Regions from separate parts of the Danio rerio genome. Here regions 1 and 2 are each linked to region 3. Evidence: chromatin contacts called from public Micro-C data. All regions are on one chromosome and are shown on one strand. The core of a region is the stretch at or near the end of the contact, and the rest is flanking DNA. Distances in the headings are between cores, read along the strand shown.

Region 1 (2,700 bases), core at 175-2,674, 350 kb before region 3:
TTGGTAGGATACCATAGGAATTTTTGGGGGTGGTACCATAGGATTTTTTTGCAGGGATACCATAAGATATTTTGGGGACGGATACCATAGGCTTTTTTTGGGCTGATACCATAGGATTTTTGATAAGATACTATAGGATGTTGGGGGGTACCATAAGAATATTTTGGGAGGTTATCGTAGGATTTTTTTTTGGCAGGGGTGAATGGATCCTGGTGAAGCCATATTGCTTTTTGTGGTCGCCTTAAATATCTACCTTTGTAAATTATGTACAGTACCCATGGTAAGTGGTTCACTACGTTAAGAGTTTGTTTGTGTTTTTATACATTTTTGTATTGTGAATTAACTCTTTATTGCACAATGAAGTTAATAGGCAAGTGTATTTATACTGTATAAAACCTTTCACTGACAAAAAAATCACAATGTGCTTTATAGTAAAAAAGAAAAACAAGTACAAATCGCGGAGAAATGCTTTATCAGACAATCATATTGTTAAATAAGTTTGTTCAAAAAGATGTGATTACCATGATATCACCTTTTGTATATTTTTACCGTTGTAATATTGTTATTGTTGCACTTTATAAGGTCTTTCTGGAGCTTTCTAAGGTGTTTCTAGGTCATTTATAGGGTGTATTATTTTGTTGCTATGCAGTTGCTAGGGTCTTATGCGAGGTTTTTTAATGTGTTGCTTGGTTTTTAATTTGGGTTTGGGTTTACTTTTTATTGCGCACTTTCTGTGGTCTTCTCGGAATTTTCTAAGCTGTTGCTATGTGGTTAATTTGGGGTTCAGGGTGTTTTAGCATGTCGCTATGCAGTTACTAGGATCATACAAAAGGTTTTCCTAAATTTTGCTAGGGGGTTGTTTGGGTGGTTTTGACATGCTATTGTGCACTTTCTGTGGTCTTCTGGGATTTTTTTTTAAGTGTTGCTAGGTGGTTGCTATATTTCTTAAAGACGATCATATGAATATTAACCCGATAATAAAACAGCATGCTGGTGTATATCATTACTATTCCATGATTATTTTTAGCAACATTTATAAATCTCTACGATAAACACTTAACTAATTAACACACGGACTGGTGACACCATAGTTGCACAGTCTCCCGGCTGTTATTTATAGCTGTGATTATAAATAGCATGCATTACAGCACTCAGAAGTGTCCCTCAAGTGCAACAGAAAATCAGAGTGGCATGAAACCATGATTGATTGCCTTTTAAATATGTAGCTTTGTGGCAAAACTCCCAACTTTGCATTGAACGCCTCTCATTTCTTTATGAAGAAAAATGGGCAGGTACGTCCCAGATAATCCCTCAAAGCCAGCGTGAGTTCTGACAGCACGAGACGCACATTAGGACAGTGATTAAGGTGTGTTCACGGTGCTCGAAATCCCCCCAGGACTGAAAGAAAGGGAGTTTTTTTATGTGCGACAACAAGCTGCCAAGCCAGATCGCTGATAATCGGCCTGTGGCCAGAAACTGTCACAGACCTCCAGCGGTAAATAGACAATTAGACGTGTCTTGTTATGCCTCTCTTGTACATCACACCCTCCATTTTTTTCTCTTGACTTACAAAAGGGCTTTTCCAGATGTTTGTCATAAAGATCATGTTCTTTCCAGAGGCTTGCCGACCTGTCTCAGCCAATAAAACTCAATCTTCTCTGAAGATGCACTGCACAAACTTTTAATCTTGTCAAGAGTTGCAATATTTTTTTTTTTAACCCATAAAACATTGATGTTGTTTTAGGAATATATTACAATACTATGCAAGAACAGATTGTGTAAGATGATTATGATTGTGTTTTTTATTTACTAAAGCTTAAAGTTTGGCATGTTATCTGCACATTTAGCTTAATTACAACCAGAGACATAATTTAAGACCAGCGGTGTATTTTTAAGACTTTATCTTAGCTGTAGTAACTTGTTTAAAGGTGCTGTATGTACGTTTTTGACTCTTCTAATGCATAAAGACACCATAATATCAACAAGAATCAGTCCAAGGCACTCGAATAAAATGAAAAAATTAAAAAGCCTTTATTCACATGGCTAAATGTCTAAAAACCTACGCGTTTCGGCAGAAGTCTGCCTTCATCAGTGTAACAGTGATCAGGTGCGTCTAGAGTCTCTTTTGAGTACTACGGTCACATGACTCATTTAAACATCTCAAATGGCACTCAAATAATTTAACAAGCAAAGTCTACTATTTGCATGTGTGATCCTGATTAAATCTATACAATAATCTTGCTTTAAGCTGAAATGCTTTTGGCTCATTTTAAGACAGAATGTATAATTACGATTCTTAAATGAAGATGATCCTCCTATTTAGTAAATCCAAGACTTTTCCCCACACAAAATATTAAAAGCAAACTGTTTAACAGGCGGCGACACAGTGGTGCAGTGGGTAGCACGTTCGCCTCACAGCAAGAAGGTCGCTGGTTCGATCCTTGGCTCAGTTGGCGTTTCTGTGTGGAGTCTGCATGTTCTCCCTGTGTTCGCGTGGGTTTCCTCCGGGTGCTTCGGTTTCCCCCACAGTCCAAAGACATGCAGTACAGGTGAATTGAGTTGGCTAAATTGTCCGTAGTGTATGAGTGTGTGTGTGAATGTGTGTGTGGATGTTTCCTAGAGATGGGTTGCGGCTGGAAGGGCATCCTATGCAAAAAAAACTTGCTGGATAAGTTGGCGGTTCATTCCGCTGTGGCGACC
Region 2 (2,700 bases), core at 61-2,560, 260 kb before region 3:
ATGCCAAGTATTGCGATACTGTAATTCATAACTCAAATTATAGAGAAGTTTGTCAGAAATCCTATATTATACATGTTGTAATAGGTCATTCATATTCATATATTCAATATTTAATTCATAATCCCCTTGTGCAAAAAAAAAAAATAATAATAATGTCACTTTACCTAAAATTTATTAATTATTATTTTTTTTGTAGATAACTGACCAACAAAAAATAATTAAAATAAAAATACAATTTATACCAAATTAAAATTTGTTATAAAAAAAAATTTCCAGCAAAATTAGGCTATATTAAGTGGTCAAAACTTGTTTCAATGTTTCCTGTTCTGTTGCTTTTTTAGGCTTTTAATTTATTTTTTATTTTATTTTATTTTTTACAGTCTTATTAGGTAAGAATCCAAAGTAATTCAAAGTTCAGGTGTAATTTTGTCCTATTCTTCCTGCAAACAAGTCTTAAGATGGGCACCAGTATGGGGTCGCATTTTAAAATGCGCCACACATTTTCTATTGGAGACATGTCAGGACTGCAGGCAGGCCAGTTAAGTACCTGTATCCTCTTCCTTTGCAGAAGGACTTTGTAATGTGTGCAGAATGTGGTTTTGTTGAAATGTGCATTGAATAGAAGGCAGCATATTGTGCTCCAAAATCTTCATGTACTTTCCAGCATTAAAAGTGCATCACTGAAGTGCAGGTTACCTTTGCCAAGGGTACTGACACAACCCAATACCACGACAGACCCTGGCTTTTGGACTTGTTGCTGGTAACAGTCTGGATGATACTTTTCTTTTTTGGTCTGCGTTCGTTTCTCCCAAAAACACCTCAAGTACTGATTCATCTGATCACAGTACATGTTTTCACTGTGTGATGGTCCATCCCATATCCCTTTGAGCTCTGAGAAGTTGACATCTTATAATTTTATACAGTAATAATATACATTTTAACATGTATATTCTTTATAATAATTCATAATACAATAATACATTAAAGCACTGTGTGGCACAAAGATAGCAGAAGATAAGGGGAAAAATGCCCGTTTTGCATTTTTACTCTAAAAAGCTGTAGTCTTACAGATCCCTCTCCACTATTTATGATCATGTCCATGCCTAAATTAACCATTTTAATCAGCTGCCAAGTACTTTTTCATTACAAGTCATTTCCAGAAAGCAGGCGGAACTCATTGTCTCACCTCTATAGCAGGAAATAAATAAAAGAGCTGGCATAGCGAGTGGCAATAATCAGCCAATGAGAATCTCAGAAGGCATCATTTATTTAGAGTGTTTACTGCCGGAGGCCCAGAGAGAGGTGAAAACGTGTCAGAAAACAAGTGTACTCACATGCCCTCATGCCTACTTACCCTCAGTCTCCAGATCCCCTGCTAACGCCCATAAAACACAGCGGCTTTTCTTTACCTGCGCCTGATCTCTCAATGACTCTTTTATGATTCGAGCTGCCAGCCTGGAGGTCGCGAGATGCGGAAATGTGACTCGGCAGGTTGTGCTCTGAAATATTTAGGATGTTGTTCTGAAGTGTGTTCAGGAGATTCAGCCAAAACACTGCATAGTTCATACTGGCACAGAAGACGTTGGTTGATGATATATGATGCAAGGTCATTTGTGGCTGATTTATTCTTTTTGATGTTAGTTTGCTTGAAGAATTATTGGCGGTGGGGGATCTACTGTACATATTAATGCTTTCCCCCATTCTAATTAAATTTAGATAATTAGGTAAAGTTTATGTCATATACTTTTTATCATTGTAATTATTTAGAATGTTTAAATTGCGGTTTAGATAAGTTAAATATAGATAGATAGATAGATAGATAGATAGATAGATAGATAGATAGATAGATAGATAGATAGATAGATAGATAGATAGATAGATAGATAGATAGATAGATAGATAGATAGATAGATAGATAGATAGATAGATAGATAGATAGATTGAAGCAAACATAGAAGCAAAACTATTCAAAACAATTATGTTGCATATTTGCATTAATGACAAGTAAAAGTATTAATAATAAAATAATAAACTTTTTTTATGTTCTGCCATTAAAAGTAGCATCTTAATGCACTCCACAGACATGAAATGTGCAGCAGCAAAAGATACATAGAAGGATGAATGCAAAAAATGTGCTTAATAAAAATAATAAAAAAATTAATTATTATTGTTATTAATAATAATAATAATAATGATAATAATAATCAAATAAACACTACTCTAAAAAGTAAGTTGCAAGTGTCTACTTTTATGTTTCAAAATGCGCCAAAATTTAATTTCTGAGCCAATTTTTTTTTTGTACTAAACAATTTAAAGTGATTTTGTTAGACTTTTTTAAAAAAAAAGACTTTTAAAAACTTTAAGATATGTCTACATGTACATAAGCCATGTATATTGAGATATTTTGAACTATGAATGTGGCATGCTCAGTATAGTTGATGGTACGACATGAACCATTGAAATGAAGTAGTGAAATGACTAGTTATTACTATAGACTAATATATGCAAGTGTAAGTAACTTATAAAGTATATTAACATTATTTTAACTAAATTGTATAAAGTGATTTTGTAACACTTTAAATTTAATTCAATTACTCAAAAAAGTGCAATTCAACTGAAAACAAAACATTGTGGAAAAAACTGTATTGTTATATATTTTTGTTATTCTTGTTCATATTATTTTATTGTTGGCTAATTTGC
Region 3 (2,700 bases), core at 89-2,588:
ATATTAAGTCTATTAAACTTACATGAGACCTTTTTTAATTCAATGTCTGGCTTGATTTGACCTCATGCAACATTGGATGACAGCAAACCCAGCATTTTAATAGTGTGAGCTATGATTTTAACCCTCTGATTGTTTTATATTAATCTGCATGCTTTGTTTTTTTTTCTGTGGAGAGAGGATAGAGTGAGCTGTAGGCGGCATTTTTGGCCGGGGCAGCCTCGCGGAACAGGGCGTGAGATATGGATCATGGAGTCCGCGGTGATCGCAACTTCTCCCGGATTCCTGCGGAATGAAGCCCGCTGTCCGCCTTTCCTCCGGTGCTTTAATATCCACTGCATGAGCAAGTGCGCGGTCATTACTGCAAAATATTAGGCTGACTCTGTACTGCAGGACCCTGTGTTTGTTTCCTCGCGCTGACTGCTTGGTTTAGCGTAAATGACGGATACAATGAGAGTTGCTGAACGCTGAGTGCTGTTCGGAGACGCTGATGTTTATGGATTTGACTGGAGATAACTGGGCGATCGCGGTCACCGGATCGTACTGCATTACTGCTGGATGTAACGGGGGTGACAGCTTGTAGGCAAGTGCTGATTGTTTGTCTGAGCAGGAAGGACTCGGTTGAAGTGACAGGCTTAGTCCGTTTAGCATGAAGAAATATCGATGCGATCAACTTATGTGGAGTCTCACTGCTGCAGTTTGTATTTGTGCACACACTGCAGTGTTAAACATACAAGATTGCAACAGATTTTAATCTTATATATCTTTAAAATGCAGAATGCCTGTCATATATTCATGTTTCGCTTGATATGCATCATGTTAAAGGAAGTTCGGGAGTAAAACACGCCGTGTTAATGCCAATTGTGGTAACATTGCATGCGTTTGCGTGAACATGCATTGGCAAATAATGTAGATACAATTCAGAAGGTGCACATGCTTCAATCCAGATAGTTGATCTAGTAGTTGTTGCAATCTAGTAGTTGTTGCGTGTATTAAACGTTGATGTTACACCGCAATCCCGACATCAAGAGCACTTCCAGAGCGCGCGAGGGCTGGACGGTGTCTCGCGGAGAGCTCGGGGTCTCTGTGCTCTTTTATACGGGAGGTTGGGCTCCATATAGGTCGGGCTTTTGCATATGTGTAATCAAACCAATGAGAATCCCCTGCGCGTCTGGCACACGGCAGAGCAACAAACTCTAGGAAGAAGAGAAGCGTAATTTAGGGGGTGTATCCCTTGTTTAAGACGCTGTTATGGCAAAGCCAATCGCCAGATGTTTGTGTTCCTCACTCCGATTTTGAGACTAAGCAGAACGCCGGGTTACTATACGCGGAGGCTGAATCTCGTATCCAAGCCGCACTTTTTTAGCCAAAGTCTAGCGATCTCTCTTGTCTTTGCGCACAGGATTACTCGTCTATTTCGCGGAACTGCAACGATTTTTTCCCTTTTCTGTCATTCTTTAACAGGGCGAAGGAAATGGCAAAGGAGAGAGGATCGGGTCTGGGAGAGCGCAGAGGAAACCAGAGCTGAATGGCAGGATGCGAGCGACCTGAAGACGCACAAAACCGCACATTTCTACAGCTCTCAGACCCTTTTGCGCGCTCTTTCGGTTTCCTTCTTTACACGCGAGAGGAATTACCCAAATACGACCATCTGAGGATTGTCTCATCGTTTTTTGCCAAATTTGTGTTATTTTTCCGCACTCCGAACTCCAGGATTCGAGGATGCATTGTGGATTAGTGTTGATCCTCTTTACGGGAATCTTTCTCATCGTCAGTGCTCTCAAAAATGGTGAGTGTCGGCTGAAACTGACGGCTGTCTAATGACTTTTTCTTGGGATTAGATGAGGGGTAAAGCCTGTTAACGAGGGGTTGCGACTTCGGGCTGGTCACCTGCTCTCACCTGCCGCCGCTTTCTGGCTCTGGATGACCAGACAAAACCATTTCACAAATCCGCGCTGAGATCCAGCTCGTATTTATAACACCGTACAACAAAACGCGCGGTGTGATTGTGCCCAAAACATGCGTGTATCTGTAATTAACATAGCTATTATTTACAAAATAGTAAATATTATATTTCATCTCATTCATTTGACTTGCTTTATTACATTATGGTTTCTAAATTACGAAATGAGCCTCTATTGTGCATGCGTTTAGATATTTACAAATATTAGACACTCGTATTTTAATGTGTAGGCGACAGTATAGCCTCTTTTTATATTAATACACATCTGCTACTCAGATGTTAAACATTACAATACGTTTAAATTAGTACTCTTAATAAACATTTATAATATAAAGTGCTACATAAAGTCTTGTTTCTCCAAAGTTTAGGGTTTATGATCGTAATCTTAAGAAAAATATCCACATTAAAGCATTAAATATTCCAGTGAATCGTAATAATGCTTGTGTGACTTTATTTTATGATCTACAATTATACATTTTCATTTAGGTTTGAATGTAAATAGGTGTAATAATGTTATTAACTTGTAAAGTTATGCTATTACTGACTAGGCCATTTGTATTCTTCTTCTTATGTTTCTGTTCCTGTATGTAAATCAGATAAAGTGTGTATCTTAATCACGCCTGTCCAGACTAAAAAATCCTGTGGGATTCTAGCAACATTTTCTCGGGTCACTTTAATGTAGACTTGGATACAAGATAGTCGCCAAACCACTTTAGGCACGTGGAATAAGTCATGCATGT

The links. Hi-C and Micro-C count contacts between places; a contact is called where the count stands out from the background.
Region 1: a Micro-C map of caudal fin shows a contact between it and region 3, with 2.1 times the contacts expected there. The contact joins the enhancer-like site here to the promoter of nrp1a in region 3. A contact is called at or near these places in 2 of 18 Hi-C or Micro-C datasets (caudal fin and an unstated tissue) and 1 of 4 datasets of contacts at active chromatin or transcription factors (caudal fin).
Region 2: a Micro-C map of caudal fin shows a contact between it and region 3, with 2.2 times the contacts expected there. The contact joins the enhancer-like site here to the promoter of nrp1a in region 3. A contact is called at or near these places in 1 of 18 Hi-C or Micro-C datasets (caudal fin) and 1 of 4 datasets of contacts at active chromatin or transcription factors (embryo).

The regions. Positions count from the first base shown.
Region 1 is chr24:1,732,760-1,735,459 of GRCz12tu, reverse strand. All of the region lies in intron 22 of pard3aa (par-3 family cell polarity regulator alpha, a), which reads left to right. Among named protein-coding and RNA genes, the nearest start is that of nrp1a, 350 kb to the right of the region's middle. Within about 2 kb of position 1,424, at least 2 of the 62 cell types and tissues checked have an H3K27ac peak or open chromatin away from gene starts, as enhancers often do. A contact at or near this core is called in caudal fin, where this site is marked.
Region 2 is chr24:1,650,696-1,653,395 of GRCz12tu, reverse strand. It overlaps a transcript of nrp1a not described here. Among named protein-coding and RNA genes, the nearest start is that of nrp1a, 260 kb to the right of the region's middle. Within about 2 kb of position 1,310, at least 2 of the 62 cell types and tissues checked have an H3K27ac peak or open chromatin away from gene starts, as enhancers often do. A contact at or near this core is called in caudal fin, where this site is marked.
Region 3 is chr24:1,386,178-1,388,877 of GRCz12tu, reverse strand. It overlaps nrp1a (neuropilin 1a), which reads left to right and starts at 1,338. Exons shown (of 17, transcript NM_001040326.1): 1 at 1,338-1,786. The coding sequence starts at 1,720.